2 separate regions of the Mus musculus genome follow, and region 1 is linked to region 2. Evidence: chromatin contacts called from public promoter capture Hi-C data. All regions are on one chromosome and are shown on one strand. Each heading gives the region's core, a stretch centred on a gene start, on an enhancer-like site or on the middle of the called end of the contact. The rest is flanking DNA. Distances are from core to core; before and after follow the strand shown. Region 1 overlaps Prkcb (protein kinase C, beta). Region 2 holds the start of Plk1 (polo like kinase 1).

Region 1 (3,499 bases), core at 701-3,200, 320 kb after region 2:
CATGCATTAATTATATGCAAACACTGTAGCCTTTTAATATAAAGGACTTGAGTGTCCATGGACTTGAGTATCCATGGGACTCCTGAATCCAAATGGTCTCACAGATACAGACTGAAAAACTAGATGTTAAGTACTACACAGAGAAAGCCGGATCTGGAAAGGAGGGTGAGGAGAACTTGCAGTTTTAGCTGAGGTCTGATGAGTGAGCTACAAGATGGGGACTTTTGATTGAAGGCTTGCAGGAAGTGAAGGAGGAAGACAGGTGGTTCCCTGGAGGGAGGTAGAGGCACAGCACCTAGGAAAGCCACAGCATGGATGCTCTTGGCTCCTGGACCACTGTGTGTGCCTGCATGCCCGAGGCACAGCAGGACGCTGTGTTATATTAACTGGTACAGCCAAGAGAGCAAAGCCCAGCAGAATGCTTCGTCATCTGCTATAAAGATTGCTCTTTTTCTCCGAGTACAATAAGAGTCTCTGGTAGGTCCTACAACTCCTTGAAGGTGTGTAATTATCATTCGATTTTTTTTTCTCCTCAATGACAGCCAGCGTCGTCTCTTGACTTTCCACTAGGCAGAAGCAGCAGGCATGGAGCATGTGCAGTATCGTTTAACCTCCAAGGGGCCAATACACTTCCCCATTGTATAGATGAGGACAGGAAAGTTAGAAGGTTTAGTAAGGGGAAGCAAGAAGGCTTGGCAAGTAAAATGTTTGTGCGTCGGTATGAGAACTGAGCTCTGCCGCTCCGTGGTGCTGCAGGCCTGCAATCTCCTTGCTGGGAAGGCAGAGACAGGAGAATTGCTGGGGTTGCAGGCCAGCCAGTCTAACCAGGCTGATGAACCCTAGGTGAGAGTTCGGAGTAAGAGACCCTACCTATAATCACACACCACACACACACACACACACACACACACACACACACACACACACACTGGTGAGCAGGCGTGGTGTCAGAGGTTAAACGACTTGGTCAAGGTTACAGAGCTAGCACTTGTTATCTGGGATTCGACCTCCTGTCTGTCTTAATACAGAGACCTTAACACTTAATTATACTGTTGGACAGTGTTTTAATTCTTTAGGGATAGTGGAGACCCTGTGGCTTTTGGACCATAAAATTAAAAACTCTTTGCCAAGCTTGGGTGCGTGCATATCAATCAAGCCGAAATGAGGACTGCTCTGCGAACTGGGGAAGAAGGCTTCTTTTTTTCCGGAGAGCTCAGACCAAGCCACTGACAGCTCATTTACGTGATTCGGCTGCAGTTTGACAATCATAGTACAAGACTTGCATACAATTAGTCTGATGGTTCTTACACAGTCTCTTGGAAAAAAGAAAAGCCTTTGGAATTTTCCCTCTGTTTGGCCTTCTGCATGATGTAACCACGGCTTTATTTAGTTGGTTGTCTACCCCGGAATAGTGTGGTCTGCTGCCTTCTGCATCACTGTGGGCTGATTGAGGTCTTGTTTTCCTGGAGGGCAGATGCTGTTGCGCAGACCTGCTCTGTGGCTCTCCTCCCGCAGGATCATTCAAGCGAGCAGAACACGAAGGCAGAATTTCTTCTGTGCATGACAATGATTGCTCCAAGAGTAAGCTGGAGTCCTGTTAAATATGCAATGCAAATGGATTGTAAATGAGAAGTCTCCTCCGCAAGGGTCGGGAGGTCTGAACTCTGGGGGCCTCTCCATCCCTTCTTATCACCTGGCTCATGAACCTGACACCCCTTTTACAATCATCTTTTCTGGCCACCCAAGAGCTCCTAATGAGGGCAGAAGCTGCCTGCTCGTGTAACCCTTTCAGACACCTGGTGATTGGAAACTGGAGAGACAGCAAGCTTTCGATGCTCTGTCAGATGCCCTGAGTTATCATCAGCTGCCTGCTGGGCTTTGAGAAGGGCTGGGAAGGCGGTGAGAAGGCTGGGTAGCGGACTGCTATTGTCTGTGCCTCCTCCTCCCACTCTGAGCTGCGTGAGGCAGCCAGGGATGGCTGGATTTGGGCTCTCACGCAGCTGCCTTCTCTGACCCTCGCTGGGTGCCTGCCTCAGCTCAGAGAATCAGTCTCTGCAGGGATTTGGGATGAGAGCTAAGAGCCTGCTCCCCGGGTTGAAGATCAATGAGCCTTTGATTTTGTTTCTTCTTCCAGTCTAGCCCACTGTCTTTGCCTATAGCTTAAGAAACCCCAATCTAAGAGGCCTTTCAAATTGAAAAGTGAACTGGTCTGTAGGAAATTGTGGTTAGTAGAAAAAGACAAGTCATCAAAGATCCAGCTGTCTCCAAGGACACCCCGTGCCATCTTTTCCCTTCTTTCTTTGAATTTTTCTTTCTTCGTTTTTCCACCCTGCCTGGTGCTGAGGCTGGAACTCAGCGCCTTGTGTGAGTCAAGGCAAGCCCTTACCACTGGAGCTACCCCCAGCCTCAGCTTATTTCTTTGTTTTGTAGAGGCAGACACTTGACAGCTGTCAACCTGTAGGTAGCAGAGGAAGCCTAGAGTGGACAAAGTCCCGAGTGAGTGTGTTGTTGACATGGGCAACCCTCAGCAAGGACCCCAAGGCACTGGACCCATGGAAAATTGGCAAAGCCATTTACCCACATGGACCAGGCTCAAAAGGGCAACAAAGCTCTCTTCTGGGTCTGAGTGTTTACAGATGATTGGTCAGTGTGTGCAAAGACTAGCAACTGTAGCTTCCTCTTCCTCATCCCTAATGCTTACAGTCTGAGACTGCTCACTTACAGAGACTTATTACTGAGATCAGCGAACCCTGATCCCTGTGCTGTCCCTAATGAACACACCAGCGATCTAGGTTGCTAGAGGTCGTAGGTGCCTTACAAAGAGCATACTCCCACCTGAAGGGGGGTGAGGGGAGAGCATGTATGTCCTTTCAAGACTCAATGCATATGGGGACCAGCATGTATATATAGCACAGTCTGTACTAGGCACAGTGCTTAGTTCTTTTTAGTACTGATATGTTTTTCTCTTTGTTTATAGTTGGGGAAACTGATACTCAGAGGACTTTACTGACTGAGGCACACAGACAGACATGGACCTGGAGAGGGAGCTGAGAGTTCTAGATCTGGATTGCAGGCAGCTAGAGGAGAGAGTGATACTAGGCCAGGCATGAGTGTTTGAAACCTCAAAGCCCACCCCCTGTGACACACTTCCTCTAACAAGACCACGCCTACTCCAGCAAGGTCACACCTACTCCCAAAAGACCACACCTCCCATTAGTGCCACTAACTGTGAGTTTATGGGAGTCATTTTCATTCAAACCAACCCATGAAATTACCCACGGTGACTTGGCTTGGTGCATGAGCGTAACTGAAGTCTGATTCCTGTTCTGTTGAAGCTAAAGCCTAGGCCATTAGCCATTGTGCCCACACTGAGACTTTAGGAATGGAAATGACTTCAACTTGAGGGGTAGGTATGCTTTCCCTCCAGCCTTCAGCAAACACACAGCTTCCATTTCTCTTCTGCCTTGGAGCTGCCAGCTTTTCCCGTGGGGTTCTCCTT
Region 2 (3,883 bases), core at 873-3,372:
CAGATGGATCTCTGTCTCAAAAAAAGTTATCACCTTTATTTGGACTGTGCATGAGTGACTGCAAGTGTGGAAGTAGAGGACAATTCCACTGAGTGGGCTCTGGGGACCTACCCTGTGGGCTCCTGGGGTGGGGCTGGGGCAGGATGTGGCACCCCTGTCATGTAGATTCACTTTCCATGTGAAAGGCTAGGTCACCACCAGGTCTGCCAGCTCGGCTCTCACAGTGTCCTAGTAGGATGCCTGCCATAGGCTGGATTCTAACTTAACCTTTTTACAGAACCAAAGATCTCCTGCATGCCAGCTGATTGCTCTACAACTGAACAGTATCATCTTTTAAGTTGTGTGTGTGTGTTCATGTTTGTGCCTGTGAGCACAGGCAATCACATAGAGATCAGAGGACCTCCTTAGAGACAGGCCCTCTCTCTCATTCCACCTTGTTTGAGGCAGTGTCTATCAGTTGGATAATATGAGCTATCAGCAAACATATGAACCCAGAAGCTGCAGTAGCACAGAGCATAAAAAGGCTGTTGCCACATGGCTGGATGACGTGAGTGTAGTCCCTGAGACCCATATACCTAACCTGCATGGTAGAAGGAGAAAACTGACTCTCCTGCAAAACTGACTCTCCTGCATGTTCTCTGACACGCAGAAGCGTGTGCGCATGTGTGTGCGCGTCTAGCCTAGAATTCAGAGGCCTGCCTGCCTGTTTTCCCCAGCACTGGGATTGAGGGTGCATGCCCACTCCTGGCAAGCTTAAGTTTTTGGAGACAAAGCTCTGCCTTATTCAGAAAGTACAATCGTTACCCAGAGACTGGGAAAGACAGCAGCACTGCCATTTTTTGCTCAATCCAGCAATTGGATCTTGCTAAGACCCTCCTGGGGGAACTAGAGCAACAACAGCTTCTAACGGAAGGTATCACTTAAGTGCCCAGATAGGCAGGGGGGCAAAGAGGGTGTCTGGGAACAGTGACCAGAGCTGGCCGTTTTTTTCTATGAAAAGCCACACGCCTGCTCTGTGTGGCCACTCTTTTTACATGTTGTAAATCCATTTTTTTTTTTTTTTCGAGACAGGGTTTCTCTGTATAGCTCTGGCTGTCCTGGAACTCACTTTGTAGACCAGGCTGGCCTTGAACTCAGAAATCCGCCTGCCTCCCCAGTGCTGGGATTAAAGGTGTGTGCCATTACGCCCCGGCTCATTTTTTTTTTTTCCTAAGTGAAGGCTGAACGGACACTTCGGCAGGGCAGACTTGGCCTTGGTATACCGGCATGCTAGCACTCTTCTAACCAGCTACCCCCCCACCTCTGACTAAAAAATTAATTTTTTCTATTTGGGGCTCTGGGCCACACAACTTGGAACAACCCAGGTAACCTTGCATCGCGGGGCAGACGTCCGGTGTTTCTTACATATCACAGGGCATAGGAATCATCTGAAGGTCTTGTTTGACCGGCAGGTCATGCCTGGGAAGTTTCTTTCCTTTGGGGTTAGTGGAGCGGTAGCTGAGGCTGATCTCGGCTAACTTGTAATCCTGAACCCACGCCCCTCCTTTGCCTTCTTAGGGAATTCCAGGTGCTGCAGATGCTGCTGGCCTCCTGCGTTGTTCAAGAGAAGGGTTGAGTTACTTCTCAGGGGCTGGGAGCCCCTAGTGCCACAGAGGAGATCGGTCCGTTGCGCCGTGAAGGTGCATCTGCCTGCTGAGCTTGCTCAGTTTTGGGTTTATTTAGGCTAGCCGGGGAGAGGGCTGTCCACCGCGGAGGCGGTGCACTCTCAAGCTACCGGTTGGCCTGGAGTTTCAGTTCTAGAAGGCCGGGTCCGGTGGAGGAAGGTGTTAGATCTTAACAGTTAGGAGAAGCCCCTGGAGGAGGCGCAGGTGAACCACATGAGCACGCCCCAGCCGAGGAGCAGAAAGCAGGACAGAATCCTGTTCTTCTAGGGATCTTCACGTAGTTGCTTCGTTCCTGGTTTCCCAGGCAATCCTGAGCAAACGCAGTCCTCCAGTCCCTGCCCATTAAAAATTTCGCCGGCAAGATCGGAGTTTAAAGGCGGCTGCGCCGTAGAGCACTCCCATGGTGCCGCGCGCTGGGCGGGTTTGTATTTTAAATCCCCGCGGCCAATCAGCAACGCGCAGGCCCTTGTAACGTTCCCAGCGCCGCGTTTGAATTCGGGGAGGAGCGGAGCAGAGCAGGACCCTCTGCACCGACTCAGCCAGGTTCGTGGAGCAACTTCGGCATCATGAATGCAGCGGCCAAAGCTGGAAAGCTGGCTCGAGCACCAGCCGACCTCGGGAAAGGTGGGGTTCCGGGAGATGCAGTTCCCGGTGCCCCAGTGGCCGCCCCGCTGGCGAAAGAAATTCCGGAGGTCCTAGTGGACCCACGCAGCCGGCGGCAGTATGTACGGGGGCGCTTTCTGGGTAAAGGAGGCTTCGCCAAATGCTTCGAGATCTCAGACGCAGACACAAAAGAGGTGTTCGCAGGCAAGATCGTGCCTAAGTCTTTGCTGCTCAAGCCCCACCAGAAGGAGAAGATGTCTATGGAGATCTCAATTCACCGCAGCCTAGCACACCAACACGTCGTAGGCTTCCATGACTTTTTTGAGGACAGCGACTTTGTATTTGTAGTTTTGGAGCTCTGTCGCAGGAGGGTGAGTGTTTCAGTCGCAGTGCTGGGGCTCCCACACCTGGAACTTGCTGACAAAGGGGCACCGAGGTTTTGGAGTGACCTAGAGGAGTGGTTGGGTTTCAAACTTTTATGGAAAGGCTTCTAGCGAGGGTACTTGGCACTCCGAACTGCTGAGGCCGGGGTTCTGGGGAAACCGAGACCAGATCCTGTTGCTATTAGGGATGGAGCTCCCAGACGCAAGGCAGCGAGTCGGTACAGGAAATGGATTCATAAAGTGGCTAAGGAAGGGTCCCAGGCTTGGTGTGCCACGCACCTCTAACTTCCGGAGTGGGGCAGGGTCGGGGGAGGGGGCGGCTGTTTGGAGTCAGATTTTAGAGCTTTCAGGAAAGGGAGGGAATCTCCTGCCAGGAGGAAGCCCTGGGTAGGGGAGTCGAGAGTGGGGTTGAGAGAAGACTCAGGAGAGGGTCTGGTGAATGATAGTGACCAACCAGTGTATGGGTAGAACTATCAGAAACCTGCTAAGACTCTCCACTCCGAGCGTCTAGTCCTAGCCACATCCAGCTAGCCACTCTTCTTGGACTTCAGTGACCTCTTTCTCCCTCCTCAGTCCCTCCTGGAGCTGCACAAGAGGAGGAAGGCACTGACCGAGCCTGAGGCCCGCTACTACCTGCGACAGATAGTCCTGGGCTGCCAGTACCTGCACCGCAATCAGGTCATTCACAGGGACCTCAAGCTGGGCAACCTCTTCCTGAACGAGGATCTGGAGGTGAAAATAGGTGAGGTGCTGGGCCTTCGGGTGTCTGGTGTCAGGGCAGGAGGGGACAAGGAGGGGAAGGTGAGGAAATAGAGATGCTGCCCTCTAGTTAGGAAGTGGAAAGTGTGTGTGTGTGTGTGTGTGTGTGTGTGTGTGTTTGTGTGTGTGTGACACTTTCCTTGCCTTTTTTTTAGATGCATTGGTGTTTATGCCTCAACTCAGTAGTTTTGAACTTGGGGCCCCTCCCCCAAATGCTTCTCTATAACCTAGCACTGAGCCAGACCCTCAGCCAATTTCAGGTCTGGACTTACGCTGTAGAGTATGGCAGGCAGCATCTCCTCAGGTGTCTCTTTACTAAGCTGAAAAACCTGCCCCCTTGAGTCTGATTGGCCAGTCCCTAGATCCCTGTCACTTCTCCACACACTTGCCCAGCAGCAGTCACGAAGATCATCTACTTGATTCCCCAGTGCATCTAATTCTGCTATCCTGTGCATTTTAAATTTCATTTACTTA

What was found. Promoter capture Hi-C pulls out the DNA fragments that hold promoters and counts their contacts.
Region 1: a contact with region 2 is called in a promoter capture Hi-C map of embryonic stem cells, with 2.6 times the contacts expected there. The contact joins the enhancer-like site here to the promoter of Plk1 in region 2. A contact is called at or near these places in 6 of 39 promoter capture datasets (the 3T3-L1 cell line, the C10 cell line, embryonic stem cells and 3 more), 14 of 115 datasets of contacts at active chromatin or transcription factors (the SCID.adh cell line, T-cell acute lymphoblastic leukemia, astrocytes and 9 more) and 1 of 9 other capture datasets (liver).

What each region holds. Positions count from the first base shown.
Region 1 is chr7:122,476,566-122,480,064 of GRCm38.p6, forward strand. The region is part of intron 5 of Prkcb (protein kinase C, beta); the gene reads left to right. Among named protein-coding and RNA genes, the nearest start is that of Gm51497, 180 kb to the left of the region's middle. Within about 2 kb of position 1,951, at least 59 of the 459 cell types and tissues checked have an H3K27ac peak or open chromatin away from gene starts, as enhancers often do. A contact at or near this core is called in embryonic basal ganglia, embryonic forebrain, embryonic stem cells and 3 more, where this site is marked.
Region 2 is chr7:122,157,313-122,161,195 of GRCm38.p6, forward strand. Plk1 (polo like kinase 1) reads left to right here and starts at 2,123. Exons shown (of 10, transcript NM_011121.4): 1 at 2,123-2,638; 2 at 3,224-3,392. The coding sequence starts at 2,231.